Regions from separate parts of the Zea mays genome. Here region 1 is linked to region 2. Evidence: chromatin contacts called from public Hi-C data. All regions are on one chromosome and are shown on one strand. Each heading gives the region's core, a stretch centred on a gene start, on an enhancer-like site or on the middle of the called end of the contact. The rest is flanking DNA. Distances are from core to core; before and after follow the strand shown.

Region 1 (4,375 bases), core at 602-3,101, 170 kb before region 2:
CATTGTCCTATGCAAATTAGGACCTCATTGCAGAAAGAAAACATAGATAGTAGGCATACATCATTGCTTGTCAAGCTCAGTGCAGAACTCACCTTCTCTTGACCATTTCTATGGTCAGGAACCAACAGAGACAATTTTGAATGGCATGCAGGATTTTACCGAGGTTTGGAAACAGGGCCTTTAATTTGGGCGCATTACAGAACAATTGTATAATATGAGAAGTAGCAGTTTTTCAAGGATGCATTAATAAGGTTCTGAACCTAAGATTTATTTCAAAAACTAACGCTAAAGTGAATTGAGATTTTGCGATAACACGCAGCTTCATGTCAAAATCAGAATACCAATTTCAGCTTGTAGAATTTTGATGATCATTACTTCAACATACTGAATGACAAACTAATCGTATAGGCACTTTATCTGGATGAAGTGAAACAAGCAACAGTCATGATTTAGTGGTGCTTTAGCATTACACTCTTTACTGACAGGAAGTAACTACATAGCGATATGCCACTACATAACATTGTTGACAAGAAATTATAGTAATAGACAAGAAAACACACTCGATTTTGCAAGCTTAACTTACACTGATAGTAAGCCAGAAATGCCAACTCCCTGACATAAACATAAAAGGCAAGGGGGAGAAAATAAAACGGCATGCAGTTTGCAGTGCATGCTGGCACGGCAACAACGATCTGAAATTGTTCAGCAAAAGAAAATCAAGATGGAGGTCCAACGTTCGGCCAAAGAGCACAATGCAAGGAAACAGGAAAAGGGACCCTATCGCACGCCCAGTAGTGTCGAGAGATCAACAGAAAAAGGGATAAGAAAAAAGTGGTTCAAATCCACACGTTTCTAAAACCCTAAGACCACATTCAAAAAGAGCGATCTCTCAAACATGCCGAGCATAACAGATACCAAAACAAAAACAAAAAAGATTAGACAGATCATGAGCAGATTTATCCTCGAGTTCTGACGCACATAAGCAGTAGCAAGAACAACACAAGAGGCGTTAAACGATAAACGGTTGATGAAAGGACGTCAGAATTTTCGAGAGGAAAGGCGAATAGAGTTCTCCATGCATGGAGTCGCGGTGCTATAGCCGCTGTCGCTCCGAATCAGCCACCATATGAAAAGCAACAGCAACACAAGCGAAGCCCGAACTGGTGGCACAACGGCGCAAAAAGTTTCTGAGATCCAGGGCCTTGCGAAGAAGGATGGGAATGGAACTCCAAACCAGAGCGCCCACCAGTACCGCACACCTCCCACATTTAAGCCTTAGCCCACAAAAGCAAAGAGTAGCCGTCAAGAGATCGACGGTGACAAGAACCAGAAGAACCAGCTGTATGCTCGAGTTCGAAGGAGGGAGGCGAGCGGACAGCGGAGATCATCACCATGGAGCCATATCGGTGCCCCCGCGGCCCCCTCGACCTCCTTGGCCACCACAAAAACCACCAGGACAGTAAAACCAACCAACAAACTGCAACAACGCTGCCAACAGCACCAAAAACACGGAGGAACAACTCACGACAATACCAAACCCACGCGGGGCGAAAACTCGCAGGGTTTCGCAAATTCAAAATCACCAGCACACCGAGCATGGAATCCGGTCGGGGACAAGGAAAAACAGCAGCAACATTAATTCAAAACACCACCACGAACATTGCACCGGGTGAGACGAAATTGCAGCGCGAGGGCAGAGAGGTCTTACGAGCTTTAGAAGGAGGAGGAGGAGGAGGAGGAGGACGGGGTTTTGGGGAAGGGAACAGAAATCGGTCTCACCTTCCCTGGCGGTCCTTGCAGGAGAGAGAGCGCGCGCGAGGGACTGGGTTGGGCGAGGCGAGACTGCGAGAGAGAGGAAAGAGAATGCGGTCGTCCCATGCAAGGGAGAGTCACTTTTGCACTTATACCCAGCGCCACCCACTCCCTGCTTCGCTCGGATAGTCGGGTGCGCTGCCTGCCAACGCGGCAACGCGCCGATGGATCGGCTCCACCGGCTTCGGCTCGGCCTCGCGCAGACGCGGCACGCTCAGACAGCTCACGCCGCGAGCCCGGTGGCCGCCTTTGCCGACTTTTTCTTAACTTGCCCAATCAGGAAGGCGGTTAAATGGTTAATCCAGATTCCACTGTCATCAATAGCAAGCCGTGCAGTAAAGAAAATGCGGTTCGGCAATTAACCCTCTTTGTTAATAATACGAATAGGATAAAGTGGATTAAGGCGACGTGAAGCCCAAATTTCGAAAGAAACACGGTACGGTGCGCTGATATTATGTCACACTTCTTTCTTGGAGGGCATTTCTCTGTCCTGTTTGTTACAGCCGCCTGGCCGCCTATCTTTTGACCGCGACAGCTGTAGCCTGTAGGCCTTACAGCAACAAAGTAACTCAGAATAATGCTCAAAAATAAAAATACCATATCATTCAAAGTGTTTAGGATAGTAAAAATAAATTGCGCTCCAACGGTTAAAGTCTAATTTATATATTTTTAGAAGCGAATAACATTATTAGAAAAGAAAATGTTGAAAATGACATTAGCTTGGAGTGCAATATATTTAGGTTACTTTATTGAGTGACCTATATTTGTTGACAAAAAAATTATAAAATAGTATATTATTGGAGTTGTTTTTTATGATTTGAGTCATACATTTTAAGATTGTTGGAGATACTCTTGGCATTCCATTCTCCTCCCCTTGTCTGTCTATCTTATTTCAGGTTTGAAATGCACGTTTCAGATCTAAATATATATTGATTGAAGCATCAAATTATGTGGACAAACTTTAATCAATTGGTACCGTGAGGCTTAGTTGTAGCGAGATCAGAGTTACATAAATACATAGGCATAATAACTGTAGCGAAATAAAGTGTCACTTAATGGTTGGCAGAGATAATAGTTGTAATGTGGGAGTGAGCATGAGGGAAGGTTCGATACGCTCAACGATCACTGGGGATCTAAAAATCAAAATAGAACAGCTAGCATGAATGCATGATCAGCGTGAGAAATCTTGAGGCGATCGAGGATTGGTGTAAGAGTAGCACCTGGTGTGGTCCTACGATTCCGCACACGGGCGCCAAAGCTGACAACTTGGAACTGACACTCGTCGCGTCAAGCGGCTAGGGCATGCCACCCACCGCTCGCGGAGGCGGCAGCGCAACGGCCTCCCGCGAGCGAGCAATGCTGCACCTTTACGAGGTCATCGCAGCACCGGCACCAGACGGCTCCGGCGTCGAGGTAGCGGCAGCTTCTGTGGGCTACACTCGCGAGACGGATGACCAGCAACAACGAATGGCTGGCCACAGGGGCGGAGCCAGGATTATGATATAAGGGGGGCCAATCAATTCATCAATACTATCCGATAAAAAAATATTGTATAATATTATCAAGTTTAAGCACTCGACATGAAATAAGGATTTTAGATCTTTATAGATTATTTTAGTGGATGAGTCCATTTTCTAGCTAATTGATATATTAAATTAAAGTTGTGACGCAAGAACAATACCAAAATAATAAAGACGATATAACGATGAATATCCGACTGATAAGATTCAACTTTTATACAATGACTCTAATATTCATAGGTAGCTAACTATTTGTTGAGAGAATTCAAAAATCCAACTAGTCTCGAGGATTCATGAAAATTCGTCAAACTACGCAGGTACACGTCAATTTTGTCGTGTACACACCAATTATAAGGTGACAACTTTAGTTGAAACTTTAGTTGAATCATGTATTACTAACCACTATATTAAATATTTGATTAATTGTGCTGCACAAAATTTAAAGCACATATATTTAGACATACAAAATTTACAATATATATATATATATATATATATATATATATATATATATATATTCTTGTCTGTCTTGCAGCCTTGGGAGGGGCCATGGCCCCTGCCGGCCCCCCTTGGCTCCGCCCCTGGCTGGCCAACCCTCGTGTCATGGCGTTCCACAAACAGCGGCCACCACATGGACATCGGAGCCCAGCCAGCCAGCCGCGGTGTGTACTAGCCCTAGCGGCCTAGCCTCACGACGTTGCGTCGTTGCCTCATCGTGAAGGGAGAAGGAGACAAGAGAGGGGAGGCAGCGAGGTGGACTTGGAGGTGGGGTGCTCCCCTGCACGTGGCCTCGGGCTGCGTGAGGGATGCTTTCAGGTTTCCAAATTCCAACGGTGGGGCTTCCGAGCATATCAGCCTTGGCGTCCGCAGTGCCCCACATGTCGGCCACGCTCCGCGAACTCATTGCACTCTCCTCCATTCGGTTGGTACGATACGAGCTGAGTGTGAGCCGAGCCCAGCGGAGGCATGCAATTTTCTGGCTCACTTCCTTCACGAAAGTCGGGCCATCAGCTTCGTGGTCCGAGTCAATAAGGCCCAACACT
Region 2 (4,812 bases), core at 453-2,952:
CCCTGTTTATGTTTTTTGTCACCAATATCTCCAATGGTGCGTATATAGTGTCCAGATGAATCAATCGCAACAACAATTCTTTTTTTCACAAAATTCTGAAGCTGTTTGTTTTCAATTCGGACCTTAGGAACTCTTCGCTCTTTTGAAACAAATAAAACAAGAGCAACACCCCCACTACCAGCAGGCATGGGCATCAACTGCAAGGATCTACAGTACCTGCAGAACACCAGAACCTTATCATATATAATCCCGAGACAGGAGTATACGATTTAGAAATCTCACTTAGGGGTCGTTCGTTTCTTCGGGAATGGAGACATGGAACAATTCTTAGCCGGTTTGTTTCTCTAATTTATATAAGTTTTGATCAGCTGGAATGATTTCTGGTCCATTCCTGAACAAACGAACAAGTCCTTAGAACATATAGAAACTCATGACTTCCAATTTCGCTTGATTATACCCACAACATCTTGTTTGAGTGCACTTATCATAACAACAAATATGCCTTACTTGATGTGTAGTAACCCGTACGTCCTCCTTGGTTTGCACCCGTACCCAACGGTTGACTCGTTCATCAGCTAGCTAGCCACTGCAGTCGTCGCTGGCTGTGGGCTGTAGCGCGTTGAGCAAGGTGGTGGACGCGACCCTCCGTATGGAGCAGTACTAGAGCACCTGCCGCGCGCTTGTTGAATGGGTTCTCTGGCTTGGCCAGGTCGCGGGCGCTGCTCACCGCCGACGTCGCGTCCTGCAGGTTGACGGATGACCGAGACCTACCAAAGAAGAAGCTAGACGGACCCCTCCTTTGTGTGTCTTCGTCAGAGTGAGTTGAGAACCGAACGTGGACAAGGCAGAGAAGGCCGGAAGGGAAACCCGGCACAACTGGTAGTGGTAGGTACCTCAGGAGCAAGTGTAGGGGGACGCAGTCGTCCATCGCCCGCTTACGCTCATCGCCACCGGGCTGGCACGGCTAGGCAGGATCCGCCTCACTGCAGGGACAAAAGAGGAGGGAGGGGCGTGAGCTGCGGTCAGTATTCGAACCGCCACAGCACGGAAAGTGGAGCGCCACCCACCGTCACGTGCGGCGTGGCGTCCACCAGCCGCCGTCGCAGATCTGGTGTCGTGCGTGAAGCGGAGGGGGGTGGCGCGGCGCTGGGGAGTGGCCGTGGGCATTGGAGGAGCATGATCCTTTCGTGGCGTGGGAATGGCAGATTGGGGTAAACGCCGCAGAGGAGGGGGACTTGGTGATTACCATCGCGGGCGGGGCAGATGAGGGCGGAGACGGGCGTAACCATGGTATCGCACGAGGCGTTTACTTTGCTTTCTTAATAGTAGTAGGAATAGTAGTAGAGATTTTCGCCATAGATTAAAAAAGAATATTAGTAACGGCCGGTTCCAACCGGCGTATTGCTGGAGACGAGATAACATCCCTGCCCAGCTCCAAAAGGGTACCCAGCTGCAAATATCCCCATCTCACCTGGTCAGAACCGTCATTACCCGTCACCGCCCGAACGAGCGCACGCCAGCAAGGGTTCCTCGGAGGACCGTCGGATGCAAGCCTCGTTGGCAAAACCTTGGACGCAATGACGAAACTACCCTCACCACTCCGTATCAAACTACGATACAGCCCCACAGCCCTAGCTCCACCGATAAAACCCACCTCGTCCCGTCTCCCTTCCCGTCTCATATCTACCTCGAAAGAGGGGTCGCAGACGGAACCCTTCCACCCTCCCGACACCACCTTCGATTCCTCTGCGATTTCCCCCCGCGCGCTCGCCGATTCCTTGATCGACTCCCGCGTGATTCGCTTTCTGGTCGGATTCTCTCTCCTCAAGCATGCAGTCGGATCAGCCTGTGATCAGCTTGCGCCCCGGCGGCGGCGGCGGCCCGCGCGCCGGCCGCCTCTTCTCCCCCGCCTTTGCCACCTCCGTTTCCGGAGACTTCCTCCGCCTGCACGTCGGTGGCGCCTCCGGCATCTCCAAGGTGAGGAAAGCTCGATCTGGATGGATGGCTTGCTGTACGTAGCGGGTTCGATTGGTTTGTGGCGGGCGGTAGGTGGAGATCCGGGGCAAACGATCGGATCTCCTTGTTAGGGGACTAGTTAATTGTAGACTTCTTGGTGGCGCGTCCAGATTTAGTAGTCTCCACGCCTCTTAATGAGTTTTTACTTATGAGGTGTTGATGCGTACCAAATGATTGATACTACCTGATATGCGATTAGGTAGATTCTGATGCATGACATGCTCCTACCCAGGGATTCAACTCCTAGGGCTCCACTTCCACATGTATGTGGTCCTTGGGATACTATATTGTGTGGCTAAGCAGTTAACACGAGTCTTTCTTTCATTGCTATGCTGTTTATTTCACACATGGACTTGTTCTCAGTAGGCTCAACTGTTTTGTACACTGCACTCTGCTTCGACTGGGTTTGTTTTCTTCAATTTATCACATACTATAGCTAGTGTGAAGTTACAATGGATCTGTAGACTCATTTGTGCTACCCTGACATTGCTAATATTTTGGTACAGATCGGTGATTCACATTTTGAGCCACGTGAGCGTGTTCGTTACACAAGAGATCAACTTCTCGAGCTGCGTGAGGTACTTAATATCTGATAATTCATACAAAACAAATTTCTGCAGATGTCTTCTTAGATGTGTCATTTTATGGTTTTAAAGAACAGTGTATATAATGCTATTTTATCCTAAACGGCCGTTTAGACCGTTTACACGCTGTTTAAACGCTGCTCAGTAGCTAACTGTGTTGGCTGTTTATGCCGTTTAATCCCGTATAATCCGTTTTTAGTCCGTTTAAACGCCCGTGTAGTCTGATTAAATGCTAAACAGAGGATGACCGACTGTTTACCGTTTAGCGTTTAGGATAACACTGATATAATGTAGCTTGTCATATCTGAAGTTTGCAGAGATTCTCTTTGAATATCTTGTATATCATATAATGTAGCTGTGGCAAAAAGAGCATACATTTTTTGAGAAAATGCCCCCCTCTTGCAAGTGAATGCTACTCTTAAGTGTTTGTGCAGTAACATGACAACTTCGGCCAATAGTTTTTACAGCAGTTTCTATATTGCTCTGAAGAATATGGTGTATGACCATTCTGTTAGTAGCACTTTCAGTTTCTTCTTTTTGTTAAGTAAACACTTTGGCGCTTGTACGTCTCTGTGAAATTTATATTTTGGAGTCAGTGCTGTATCCAAAGTCGGTCTACTTTTCTGAACTAAAGAAAACTCAGGATGGATGTAGAGGCATTCACAGTAGATGGATGCTGATGAAGTTGCATATGTAGGTGTCAAACAGAAATGCATGAAGCTTCATAGCTGATTGGGTTTCTCTCTTGTCAGTAGCAATTTTAGATGACTTCATTTAATTTGAATTTTTAAGCTCCTACGTGTACCCGAATATGGATAGTTCTAATTTGAAGAGGGTGACAACTGGAAAGGCTGGATGGGTCTAGATATAAAGACTTGGTTATCTTTTTTTGGAGGCACATTTCCTATGACATGGACGTTAGATAAATTAATGATCCATGTTTGTGATTGGGAATCATGTGGTATGTATACAGTTCGTCAAATTTCCATATACTGATTATGGGTCTTCCCGTTCTTGGCAGCTTGTTGATGTGTCTGAGGACATTTTAAGGCTCAAGCAAGAGATTGATATAGAGCTTCATGGTGAAGATCAGACCTGGATTCACAATGATTCAGCTGTGAGCCCCTCACCTTCTGCTGGTGTCTTTTCTTTTACCTTCTTATTTTCTCAAATATTCACAAGATTCTGTTTTATTAAACCATTGAAATGCAATTTTCAGGTTCAAGGACAAGTCCAAGGTCAAACACAAGCACAGAATCGGTATGCTGAGACGGATAATCGTGATTGGCGTGCACGGTCTGCACAACCGCCTTCGGCTAATGAAGAGAAATCTTGGGACAACATACGCGAGGCTAAAGAAGCCTACACCTCTAGTGGTAGGCAACAAGAGCAAGCTAACAGACAAGATCAGTTAAGCTCCCAGTTTGCTTCGAAAGCTCAGGTACATTCAAAGGAGTGTATGAACACCTCTACTAGTTATTTTCCCCGTTCCATCTTACTATTCCATTATTTGTTTTCTTCCTTGCATTTTGATTATTTGCCTGTGCTTTTTATATTTTGCATATTTTATTTTGCTCTGTGGTCACAACATGAAACTGATTTGGTTAGCTACCAATTTACAACCAATGCTTGTTTGACGCAACTCTTTCTGTTAAATTTTGTAGACCAACTTCATTCTTCTGACCTATCACTATATTAATGTAGGGATCATTTATTTACCTAAACGCCTGACCTAGGAATTTGCAGTACCCCATGTGATTAGGCTAAATCTGGCTACGAATGTTGGACATGCAAATGACATGATGTTGCACTAAGAACGAAGTGTAACGGAAAACACCAGTTTGACATTGTGAACAATATATATGCCTTTTATCTTACATACTGTATTGCTGCATTATGTATATAGGTGGGACGGGATAGCCATTTTGCAGATCCGTCTGTTATTTTTTTCATGTAACTACTCTTTGGATCATAATTGCACTGTTCTTTTTACCAAATTCCAGTTTGGCTCTACCCCTGCTCTTATCAAGGCTGAAGTGCCCTGGTCAGCCCGAAGAGGCAATCTCTCGGAGAAAGAAAGAGTGTTGAAAACAGTGAAAGGGTAATGTAATGATTTTACCTTCCTAATCGGGTTTTGAAGTGTGTTGTTTGTCTAATCTATAGTGAAACTTTCCCTGTTCCTTGTTCTCCATTATGTTTTTGTTTAATTGTT

What was found. Hi-C and Micro-C count contacts between places; a contact is called where the count stands out from the background.
Region 1: a Hi-C map of ear shows a contact between it and region 2, with 2.0 times the contacts expected there. The contact joins the promoter of LOC100272833 here to the promoter of LOC100382039 in region 2. A contact is called at or near these places in 3 of 25 Hi-C or Micro-C datasets (ear, endosperm and tassel).

What each region holds. Positions count from the first base shown.
Region 1 is chr10:130,810,890-130,815,264 of Zm-B73-REFERENCE-NAM-5.0, reverse strand. LOC100272833 (putative protein phosphatase 2C family protein) reads right to left here and starts at 1,851. Exons shown (of 11, transcript NM_001147286.1): 1 at 1,780-1,851.
Region 2 is chr10:130,643,560-130,648,371 of Zm-B73-REFERENCE-NAM-5.0, reverse strand. It overlaps LOC100382039, which reads left to right and starts at 1,702. Exons shown (of 9, transcript NM_001361572.1): 1 at 1,702-1,977; 2 at 2,523-2,594; 3 at 3,622-3,717; 4 at 3,820-4,041; 5 at 4,604-4,701. The coding sequence starts at 1,831.